Regions from separate parts of the Xenopus laevis genome. Here region 1 is linked to region 2. Evidence: chromatin contacts called from public Hi-C data. All regions are on one chromosome and are shown on one strand. The core of a region is the stretch at or near the end of the contact, and the rest is flanking DNA. Distances in the headings are between cores, read along the strand shown.

Region 1 (5,514 bases), core at 725-3,224, 400 kb before region 2:
ATTTTTACACAACTTTTTACACCGTTTTATCAGCGAATTTAATTTTATACAGCATAATAAAAATGCCCCTTATTGTTGCCTTTTTATGATCTACACTAACAACTGCCAGTTTGGAAAAAGAGTAAACCATTGTCTGTTATAGATCTCAAAGATATCATGGCCTTGAGGACTGTGTTTCATTATCCAAAACATGTGGGGAAGTAAGGATGTGGGTAGGGGTAAGTGCAGGATCGGACTGGGCCGGCAGGACACTGGGAAAAATACCTGATGGGCCCCTGGCTCTAGTGGGCCCCGCCAGCCCAGATCCGCAACCAGGATCTCTTCTATCTCAGGGCCCCACCTCCGAACCCTGAGGGCTACTGCCTCAGGGCCTCCCTTTCCGACAAACTCGCTGCCGCTCGTGTGCACAAGTGCCCATGTGCGTCAGGGGGCGAGCATGTGCAATAGTGCACATAGTTTTTTGCCACATCCAAACAGTACGTGCACAAGTGCGCACACTGAGAGGAGGGTTACCGGATGGGAGGCCCTGAGGCAGCAGCCCTCAGGGTCTGCAGGGGGGGGCCCAGAGACAGAAGCCCCAGTGGGCCCCGGGCCCCCCAGTCTGACACTGGGTAAGTGGGTAATAGTGGTGGTAGATTGCAAATAATAGTAAGTTCCAGTGGAAGTCACCCTAACAAACAAAAAAGTTGCAATAACGATAAATTTGTAGGCTATTTGTTTTTTAGGTGGGGTCAGTGACGCCCATTAGAAAGCTGGAGAGAGGACAACCCCTTTAAAAAATGGTTATAGTTTATCATACAATGAAAATAGCCAATACATTCTTATGCATCAAATGGGGGGATCCTAAGCTTTATTCCATGGTGCTCTCAATACTGTCCACAAGATCAAACGTTTCGGGACCGCATGGCCCTTCATCACTGCCTTTCGTTATTGCATATAGTTTATCATAGACAGATTTGGACTGGGGCCCACTGGGGCTGCAAACGAAAGGCCCTCCTGGCAGACCCCTGGGACCCCCTTCCGATCTCCAATTCCCGGGTCCGCTGCTTGCACATGCGAGTGCTGCAGCACATTCAGCTCATTTAGTGGCAGCTGGGGGAGCAGGTCTGGGCCGAAGCCCGCAGAGTTTTTTCCTGGCCTAGTCCAACCCTGATCATAGATCACAAATCTAATATTAAATAGAAGTGTATACTGTATATATCTTTAATAGACAATAAGGCACTTTCTGGTTTAGATTCCATTATAATTACAGGTGATATTAGATCATTCCAGTAGATGGTGCTGTTGAAATAGCTTTGAGCGTGGAATACTCTCTGTATGACCCCTTCGTTGCTGTTGTACTTGGAACGACTCCATGAAATTTCACAGATTCCTTTATATAAATATTCACTTGTTAAACATTAATGTTTCTTTTTTTTGACAGTTTCTCTTTTTTTTTCTAGAAAAACATTATTGAACCTGGGAGTGGTTCCTTTCATGTATCTAAAATGTGAAAGGCCTCGGGGACAAGTAAAACCATATTCTCCGAAAAGTCTGACATAATCCCAGATTATTATTTCCTCAGGGCTCCCGGGAATTCTGCGGGCCGTGAAAATGGCAATTATTACGTTTGTTAATTCACGGGATTGAGTTTTATTTGTTTCTGGGCTTGTAAAAAAAAAAAAAAACAAGAAATAATTGGACACAAATATGCAGTAAAATGGCTGACATTGGCGCTGATTTCCTAGAGCCTGCGTGTAAGAATATTTCTACCTCAAATAGCCAAATATTTGATCTGTTTTAACAGGGCAAGTAGGGTTTCTGTAGAGTGTAAGGTTGGTGTAATATTGACACTGCTATGACTTGTTAATATCTCCTATACACAGTGTCCCTATTTGTTCTGTGATAAACACTATCAGCACAGAATGGATCCTGCTATGCACACTCTTTGTGTCTGCCCCATTTCCTGCTTTCCTCTCATTGGCTGTTTTGGGAGGTGGGGCACATGGTCTCATTTCCAACAAGGATCTAATGCAAGATCAACAGCTCAGGCAGCTTAACTCTTTCACAAAGCAAAAAGCTGCCTGCAGGACACAGAGAGGCACAGAAGTGCTCCATGCTGTGGAACTGCACGTGGTCCGGATCCATTTTAGCATTAATCAGCCCCAGAGCGAAAGGCCCTGGCATTTCACAGTGGAAATTGCTATTTCGGGAAAAAAATGTTCGGCTAAAGCAGAATTCAAAACTTATGGTCTGGAAGAAATCAAAATAGTTGAAAACCACATAATTACGGCAAAATACAAAGCGAAATGTTATGCTATTTTCGTAAAAATAATAAAAGGTGTTTGGTATTTTTATGGGACACAAAAATTCTGCGTATATATATATATATATATATATATAGTGAATAAAGTTCCCCCTCTTGTAAAATATAAGGATATTATAAGTTACAGAGGAGTTTCATGACCATATAAAAACACAACGCCGAGTGTTTTTATACAGGTCATGGAACTCCGAGGTAACTTCTAATAGGTAACTTCTAATATCCTCATATTTTACAACTGGGGGTACTTTATTTATTATAATACACAAATTTCAATGAGTCTAGTGGCTGAAATGACATCAAAACTCACCGTTTATAACTGATGACATCAGAACTCACCGTTTATAAGGATATCATTTACAAGATATTCATGGCTTTTGTGTATTATATATATAATGAATAAAGTACCCCCAATTGTAAAATATAAGAATCTTATAATTTACTGAGCAGTTCCATGACTTACACAGGTCATGGAACTCCGAGGTGACTTCTAAAATATGACTGGATTTTATTCACATTTTGGCATAAAGGAACAATACTTTACAACATTTAATTGCCACTGTTTTCTGTTGTATTCCCAGTAGGTAGCCAGGCTATCACAGCATCTGTTATACAATGCACTATAATACAGCTAGGGTTGCCACCTGGCCGGTATTTTACTGGCCTGGCCAGTAAAAATGATGGTTGATCCCAATGTTATTTATAGGGAAAAAAGATAAATATAGGAAGGCCGGTATTTTTTCTAGAAAAGGTGGCAACCCTAAATACCCTAAATACAGCAGGCCCTGTGGTCGTAGGGAGACAGGAGGACCAGGACCACACATTCTGCTTAATAGAATTACCTCCTTCCCCTCTATTTCCTCAACGTTTGTTCTCACATGCAGGCTGTGGGGAGAGGATAAGGGCTGCTGTCAGGGGGAGTCTGTATCCCCCCCAAAGATTTTTTGCAGGGGGGAGGCGTTACCACACCACTGACTTACACCTGCATGGAATGCTGATCCCTTCACTTCTTTATTTTTATGAAATATCATCCCCCCCAGAGGGGATGCGAGGGTTTTGAATCCTGGAACTTTCTTTTGCTCCTCTCCACTTCTGCATACAAATAAAATGCAGAGATAAAATAAAGTATAGTTAAATATATAGAAGATAAAAGGAGAGAAAAGATTTCTGGGAGAAAAATAGAGAAGAGATAGAGAAGCGTTTAACATATAAAGAAGGTGGAGGCATCAGAGAGGGTCATAGAGAAAAGAAGAGGAGAAGAAGAAAACAGGGGAAACAAAAAGAGAAAATGAAGGTATTAAACAGCAGCAGCAGATTAAGTAATAGTGAGAGATTGATATACTGTATATGAAATAATCTTGGGTTTTATAGTATATGATGGGGTTGTTATACCACAATACAAAGGCAAGAAACTGTGCAGAAGCTGGACTGACTGCCAAGAAAAGTCATATGCACAATTTTCGCTTTGGGGTCCCTAAAGGTCACATACTTAGGTAAATCTATGCATACTGGGCATTATACTGCGCATTAGAAGGAAATACCAGAATGGAAATAGCAAAATGATTTTGCTTTAAAGTGGGTGAAACCATAAAGTATTGGTCAGTGGCGATCCTAGAGGGGGGCGGGCCCTGGTGCGTGACGCACAGCCGGGCCCCGCCCCCTCCGTACGGCCGCATTTGCCGGCATGTTCAGCGGCGAACGGACTGCCGGGGGGCCCTGAGGGGGTGCGGGCCCTGGCCCGCTCGCACCCCCTGCTCCCCCGGTAGTTCAGCCACTGGTATTGGTGAGTGAGGCTTATTATAACAATGGGTTTGGCTTATGTTTCTGGGACACAACCAACACTCAGAGCATCCCTCCACTTTTTTCACTCCAATTCAAGCACTGAAGGGAACCCTGCATTGATTTCCTGCCTTGAATAGCTGTTACTTACAGGGTTCAATTTCTGTTTTGTGACTACACACTCTTGAAGGTGGAAAGCTAGTTGGCCTAACTATATGTAGGTATATGCTCCTCTATACATATACCAGTGGCATAACTAAAATACAGCCAACTTTGTGCTTGTGGAGAATTGGGGGGGGGGGGGGTTAGAGGGGCCCTGGACCACATATTCTGCTGTATAGAAATAGTCCATCCCCTGTCCTCTCCTTCCTCAAAGTTTGCTGAAACCAGCAGGCTGTGCGAAGAAATGCTCTTAGGGCAGTCTGTACATGCCCCCTTGCAGTGCCAGAGGGGCTGGCACTGACTTATATTACAATAATGCCAAGGATAGCAACAAGGATAGGAGGAGTGGCATCATGACCCGGGCTTAACACAGGCAGGACCCTATTGGAGGGGGTAGGAAAAGGGGGGTGGTTAAGCCTAAGGGTGGGCACTGGTGGCCATTTTAGTGCCAATCTAATTGAGGAGTGCCACTATTTGATAGTAGGAGAGAGAAGAGAGGTTTCCCACCCGCCCTCCCTTTTACAGGAGTGGTTAAGAGGGTTGAGGGGTATTTGGTTAGATCGGGAACAAGTGGGGGTTATGGCAAATCTAACCTTGTTGAGATAATAGTCACAGCAGAAAGGGGCGGGCCCTTGTCAGTCTGCAGGGTACTAAAACTGTGCCGCTAGGAGAGGCATACTCATGATGTGATGGTTTAACCTAAGGTGGGTGACCATCGGGGGAAATCAGAGGCAGGCAATTTATGCAGCATTAATGGAGGCCCCCAGTTAGGGGAGGCTCTAAAGGATTTTGAGGCTGACGGCGTATCCTCTGAGCAGGATGTTGCGGCTAGAGGATATTCCTTGGGTCAAGGAAAAGGCAGACAGAGGCTCAGGGGGATATTGGTTTATACAATATCAATGTTATATTCTGATGTTATGACTGTATGATACAATTTGGTTATGTTATATATTACATACACATGATTTTAATGTTTGGAGGATTCTGTGGTAAGATTAATAAAGCTGTGGCCAGGAACATTCCAATAAAGAAGTGTCACGCAGTGGTTCTTGTTAGATGGAGGGGATGTATGCGGTGGTAAATGCCTGGGTCATGATTTATACCTACAGAAAATGTTGTGATGAACAGGTGGGATTGACACAATGGAGCTCTGGATTTAATACCTGCTTTGGAAAGCTGTTACTTCCAGGGCTCAATTTCTGTTTGCCCCTACACAGTCTTGTAATTGCACCTTATACATTTCATGCCACGACACGGGAAGCAATGAGAGA
Region 2 (5,562 bases), core at 2,259-4,758:
CCTGTTTAGAGCTTGACTAAAATGTCAATGTTTCATGCCTCTGACTTAGCAGGAAAAATGTAGACAACCCCGCTCTTACTGCATTGCAGGTTTAATGGGATTTACTGTATTTCCTACTGATTTTGCACTGAAACACAATGTACCCAAAAGAAAAGTAAGGGCTGCGAATGGGAATTATTCTGAATCCATTTTCATGTAAGATCTTTGTGCCATAGCTGACAGAAGGGATTTGGCTCAGATATATATATAACAAATATAGAAGCTTTATGTTTCCACTCGCTAATGCCATGTATTAGCTTTATAATATCTTTCTGGTGAAAACCTGTCCAAAAGGTGCAGCTGTGAGCCGGTTTCGTCTTGCACTCTCGCTATGTTGGCAGGGCTTTCAATGCAAGGTATGCCATCGGCTCTGGCCTTTCTGTGCAAGCCACGCTCTTACCAGGAGACAGGAGCCGGGGGATTGGAGGGCATCAGGAGCTCAGGAGGCATCTGATTTGCTGTCACTCCATGGCAAGTAAAAATAGACTCCGGGTGGAAAATGCTGCGTGGCTAACGTGTCATCAGCTGCTTTTTCTACAAGCTGCTGGAGGTGGCTACAATCAAACTTGTCCTCCTGTTGGAGCAAGGAGCTTCTCTTCTGATGGTTATCTCTACTGTGCCTGGCGTCTGCACACAGGGGGCAAAATGATCGCTCTCAGTGAAAAGCTGATTGTGGACTGCAGCAAAGGAATCAACAAAGTCGCTAAGTTTCTCAAAGGAGGATTTGGGGCTCCAAAGCTGCAGTCAGTGTTCCAGCATAACTGCAAGCAAGCCAAGATACTTATTGCAGGTACAAGCGTCTGACTTGATGTTTATTTGAGCGTTCCATGCATCCCCACCGGTGTGACCCTCCGCAGGATGGCAAAGAAAAGCCCAGTGAAGCAGAGAATGTGTGTGTGTGTGTTAGTGTATTCCGGTTTCCTGCTCATACACTGTGAGCACGCTATTCATTCTCTAGGCCGCTGCTTTTATAATGGCCTGCCTTCTTTCTTTTCCATGAATTCAGGCTTCGTTCAGCTGCTTACTTGCCAAAAATGGTGCTATTTTCCACAATTCAGCAATTATCATTTCCTGTCTGCCTCTTTTAATGAAAAGGCACCATTCAGCTGCCCTCTTCGGTATTCCACATTTGCATTTACAGCTATGAAACTGGCTGTTTGCTTAAACTGCTTTTAGGATGAATTCCATTTTGAACCACCCATCAAAGCGGAGAAGTAATGAGCCCTTTGCTTGAATCCTTCAGCTGCCGGATGGGAGATTGCATACCTTTAGGGTTTTCAGCTTTTTTCCTGACACTGGCAAATGCCAGGGATGTTGGCTGCAGACTGTGCTTGGAGCAGACCTGTAGCACTAATATACTACTACAATATACTAACTGCCTGTTAAATGCTGAGATATAGATTTTTTTTATAAAATTTAAGTGACTATCCCTCCAGCTCAGTTATCCCCAATCAGTAGCTCATGAGCAACATGTTGCCCTTCAACCCATCGGATGTTGTTTCCAGTGGCCTCAAAGCAGGTGATCATTTTTGAATTCCAGGCTTGGAGGCAAGTTTTGGTTGATAAAAACCAGGTGTACTGCCAAACAGAGCTTCAATAAAGGTTAACAATCCACATAGGGGCTACCAAATGACCAATCACAACACTTATTTGGCACCCAAGAACATTTTTCATGCTAGTGTTGCTCCCCAACTCCTTTTTCTTCTGAATGTTGCTCACGGGTTCAAAAGGTTGGGGATTCCTGCTCTCGCTACAGCTCCCAGCACTTTATGTTTATATCACCATCACTTTCTCACATTTGGTTAATCTTCAACCATCAACCTATGCAGCTCCCAATAACCACCATCAGTTGAGGTAGTTGTAGTTCAACAAAAGCTGGAGTCTACTCCATCACTATCTAAATGTATCCACTCCTTCAAAAAAAAAAAAAAAGTCTTGAGTGCATTCAATGACCTAGCATGTGGTATTTCCCATCAATCTCCCAGCTCTGTTAAATAACTGCATATGATGCCTTTGTGCATGAAATTAATCTATCAGAGTGCTTCACCTGCACTTTGGTCTTGGCTCCATCACTGATTAAGCAGGTCTCTGAGCGGCATAGGAACATATGGGCCGAGAGGGAGACATTTGCCTGTGAATTGTATAGGATTAAGTGGAGTTATTGTTTTATTTATTCTGTTTCTTTTGAAGATTCATAATCTATTTTTAAAGGTATTTTAGAAGCCAGTTGTCCAGAAAGTCTGTGCGTTTACCAGTTGTGCATTGTGTGCCATTGAGCCTGCCTGGGACATGTGTCTGACTTGCAGGTCTGTAGCTCACAAGGCAGATTCAGATCCTCGTAACTTCCTGTTGTAGCCTGATATTGTTTCAGCTGGACTTTGTTCCTTTTGGGCAGTTTGTTTGTATTTGTGCAACATTGTTGCATGCTGGCAGCTGCTGTTGCAGAGTGATGCTGAGGCCGGACCTTCCTTTTGTTGGGCAACTGGCTCACAGACGTTGCTCCTCTCGAGAGTCTGGTTATCACACTTGGCTGCAGACGTTACCACGGGCTGGGGTATATTTCTTCTAAACAGCAATTGCCTTTCTCCGGTGCAAATAAATGGATGTTTATTAAAGAAACAGATGTATTTTGCTTGGAAACTGAGCAGAGATCACTTTCTATAAACATCCTTTTCAAAAGCCATTATTTTATAATAGAGACCCACAACCTGTGGCACTCCAGCTGTGCACGAACAAAAGCTCCCAGCATCCTTCAGCCATTGCTATCGCTGGAGAGCGGTTGCTTTTGCATATTGCTGGTTTGCATTTAGGGCTAGTCCACACGGGGAGATCGGCAGGCGTTTGCGGTCGCGGCGACAAAGCGCCGCGCCAGTCGCCGCGACCGGCGCAGGCGACAGTTTTGTATGGGCGCCTATGTAAAAACGCCTGTGCTAACCACACCAGGCGATGCGCTTTTCAAAAGTCGCCTGAAAAAGCCTGGCGAGGCATTTTCAGGCGACTGTTGAAAAGCGCATCGCCTCGTGTGGTTAGCACAGGCGTTTTTACATAGGCGCCCATACAAAACTGTCGCCTGCGCCGGTCGCGGCGACTGGCGCTGCGCTTTGTCGCCGCGACCGCAAACGCCTGCCGATCTCCCCGTGTGGAATAGCCCTTAGAGTTTGTGAAATTCATCAGCCATAACCTTTCCTTGGGGCTGCGTTATACATCCAGCAGCCACATTGGTGATCACTGTCCCCCTGCTGCTCTGGCTGAAGCCCTGGGCTTTCGTGGGACCTGAGCTTCATATAACAATATAGAGAGCAGCCTCTGCTGCCTTATGCGTAGATTGGGCATTCCAGGATGGACTTTGAATTTAAACCTCAAAAATATTTGTTTGTTTCTCGGTTAATAGTAATGTTCACTAAGGAACAGCCTTCTACCCCCGCCTCCTCTTTTTGTAGTTTAAAGTTCTATATCCCGTGAATACAAGCAGTGTCTGCTGCAATTCCCAGCCTTCTCAGCCCAGGCATTTCTTAAGTGCGCAATGACTTGTATGGGGTGGTGTGTGGCTCCCTCTACTGGCAGCTCTAAGTAAATACTGGAAAGTGACACATTTTAAAATGTTGGCTTATATGATTTTTATCTGTCTCATTCCACTTTATTACTAATATTTGGCTCTTTATCTTTTTGGTGATGGAACCTCCTACTGACTGGTGGACAGAGGTGTTATGTATAACATTAGTTCAGACGCTTATCTGATAAAATGTTTGTTCAAGGTTTAACGTTTAACTAGAGTTTTGTTGGCAGGGACCGCCATTCAGCTGGGACTAATGACCCTTTCCTTTCCTCTCCGCAGCTTTTACACTTCCCGACCTGACCGAACAGTTCTCACCACCTGATACAGCCCCTCCGCTCCTTATCAAGCTCATAGAAGCCATTGAAAAGAAAGGTAATACACTTGGAACAAAATACTTCAATCACCATTTAACTCTTTAGCCCTAAAAGCCGACTTTATATATGATTCCAAAGTATGGTTACTCTGCTGAATTGTGATTCCTATTTATCATATATATTAATATATGTATAGATAGACAGGAATTTATATAGCTGTACAGTCAAACCCTGATTTAAAGTTTTAATGGATTTTTCTTTTTTTTTTCCTTTCATGTTTTAATGCATATCAATGGGAGCATTTCCCAGATTTTAAATCAGTTTTAGTATCCTGGAAAAACCTGATTATATGAACCCTCATTTTAAAGTTTACGGTTTCATCAAAAAAACTTATCTAGTACATAAATCCGACATTTCGTTTATATATAACCATGACCATAGTGTATGTGAATGTGTTGAGGAGCTTAGAGTGCAAGATCCACCAGGGCAGGGACTGATAGGAATGATGTATAATCTCTGTAAAGCACTACAGAATATGTTAAGGCTATATAAATAAAGAACAATAATTCTATTGCTGTCTCCTAGGTCTCGAGTCTGCAACATTATACAGATCCCAAAGTTCCAGCAGCTTGACTGAACTGAGACAGATTCTAGAGTATGGTATGTACCTTGTCTCCTTCTAGGAATGAAATATTTCTCCTGCAAAATCTGCTTTAGTCAATAGTTTATACAGCGAAACAGTGATTTATATTTTCAGGTTTGTGTTTCGGCATATTAACATCTTAGAAGCTATTGGGCATTCTGACCAGTAGATGGCAATATGTTCCTTTAATATGATATTGCCTAACTCCAAGAATTGCTGTTACATTATAAAGCAGTTAGAGTCCTGCGTGGAACCAATTTGTTAAACCTGAATGCGACCCGCAGCCCTCATAATTACCTAATTGCACCTGCTACCCGACCCGCAAATACCTTTTCCGCAACCTGACCCCTGACCATCAAGAAACAGGAAGTGCTGTTATTATAATCCGGAAGTGACATCATTAGAAGTAGGCATGATCAGAAAGAAAGGAGTAAAACAGGAAGTGCAGTCATTGTAAACTGGAAGTGACATCATTAGAAGTAGGCGTGATCAGAAAGAAAGGAGTAAAACTCGCTATTGGGAAGACCCACAAACCCGGAGAACCGCCGTCCCGTGTCTATACCCAATCCTGAAACTTCTATCTACAACCCACAGGGTACCACAGGTTTTTGCGGGTAACCCGCGTGTACCCGACCCGCTGCAGGACTCTAACAGCAGTACTTTTCCACCTTTTTTTATCTTTTGCTTTGTTTAGGGTGTTGTCTGCTGATTATAGCCCTGCAGTATTATAGGTGCAGTCCATACCTGTGTTCAACGTGAACCATATACGACTGGCATATCATCATTAAAACTACTTTTATGTTTTGTAACATGGTATAGGTGAAACAACGTTTCTGATTTAAACCGCATCAACAGGTTCCTGTAGAAAGGTGTTTTAAATCTGAAATGTTGTTTACATGCCACGCAGTTATAATGGAGATATTGTGACTGAGGATTTAGGACATAGTCATTCGTGCCTCAGGCAGCTTTCTCACCTTTTTGCAAGAGATCACCTCCTTTGCTTGCTGTTA

The links. A called contact is a pair of places that touch in the nucleus more often than the background predicts.
Region 1: a Hi-C map of the XTC cell line shows a contact between it and region 2, with 5 times the contacts expected there. A contact is called at or near these places in 2 of 4 Hi-C or Micro-C datasets (the XL177 cell line and the XTC cell line).

The regions. Positions count from the first base shown.
Region 1 is chr1L:203,648,916-203,654,429 of Xenopus_laevis_v10.1, reverse strand. No RefSeq gene overlaps it. Among protein-coding and RNA genes, the nearest start is that of LOC108695724, 22 kb to the left of the region's middle.
Region 2 is chr1L:203,252,672-203,258,233 of Xenopus_laevis_v10.1, reverse strand. pik3r1.L (phosphoinositide-3-kinase regulatory subunit 1 L homeolog) reads left to right here. Exons shown (of 15, transcript NM_001092069.1): 2 at 3,875-3,967; 3 at 4,495-4,569. Among protein-coding and RNA genes, the nearest start is that of pik3r1.L, 28 kb to the left of the region's middle.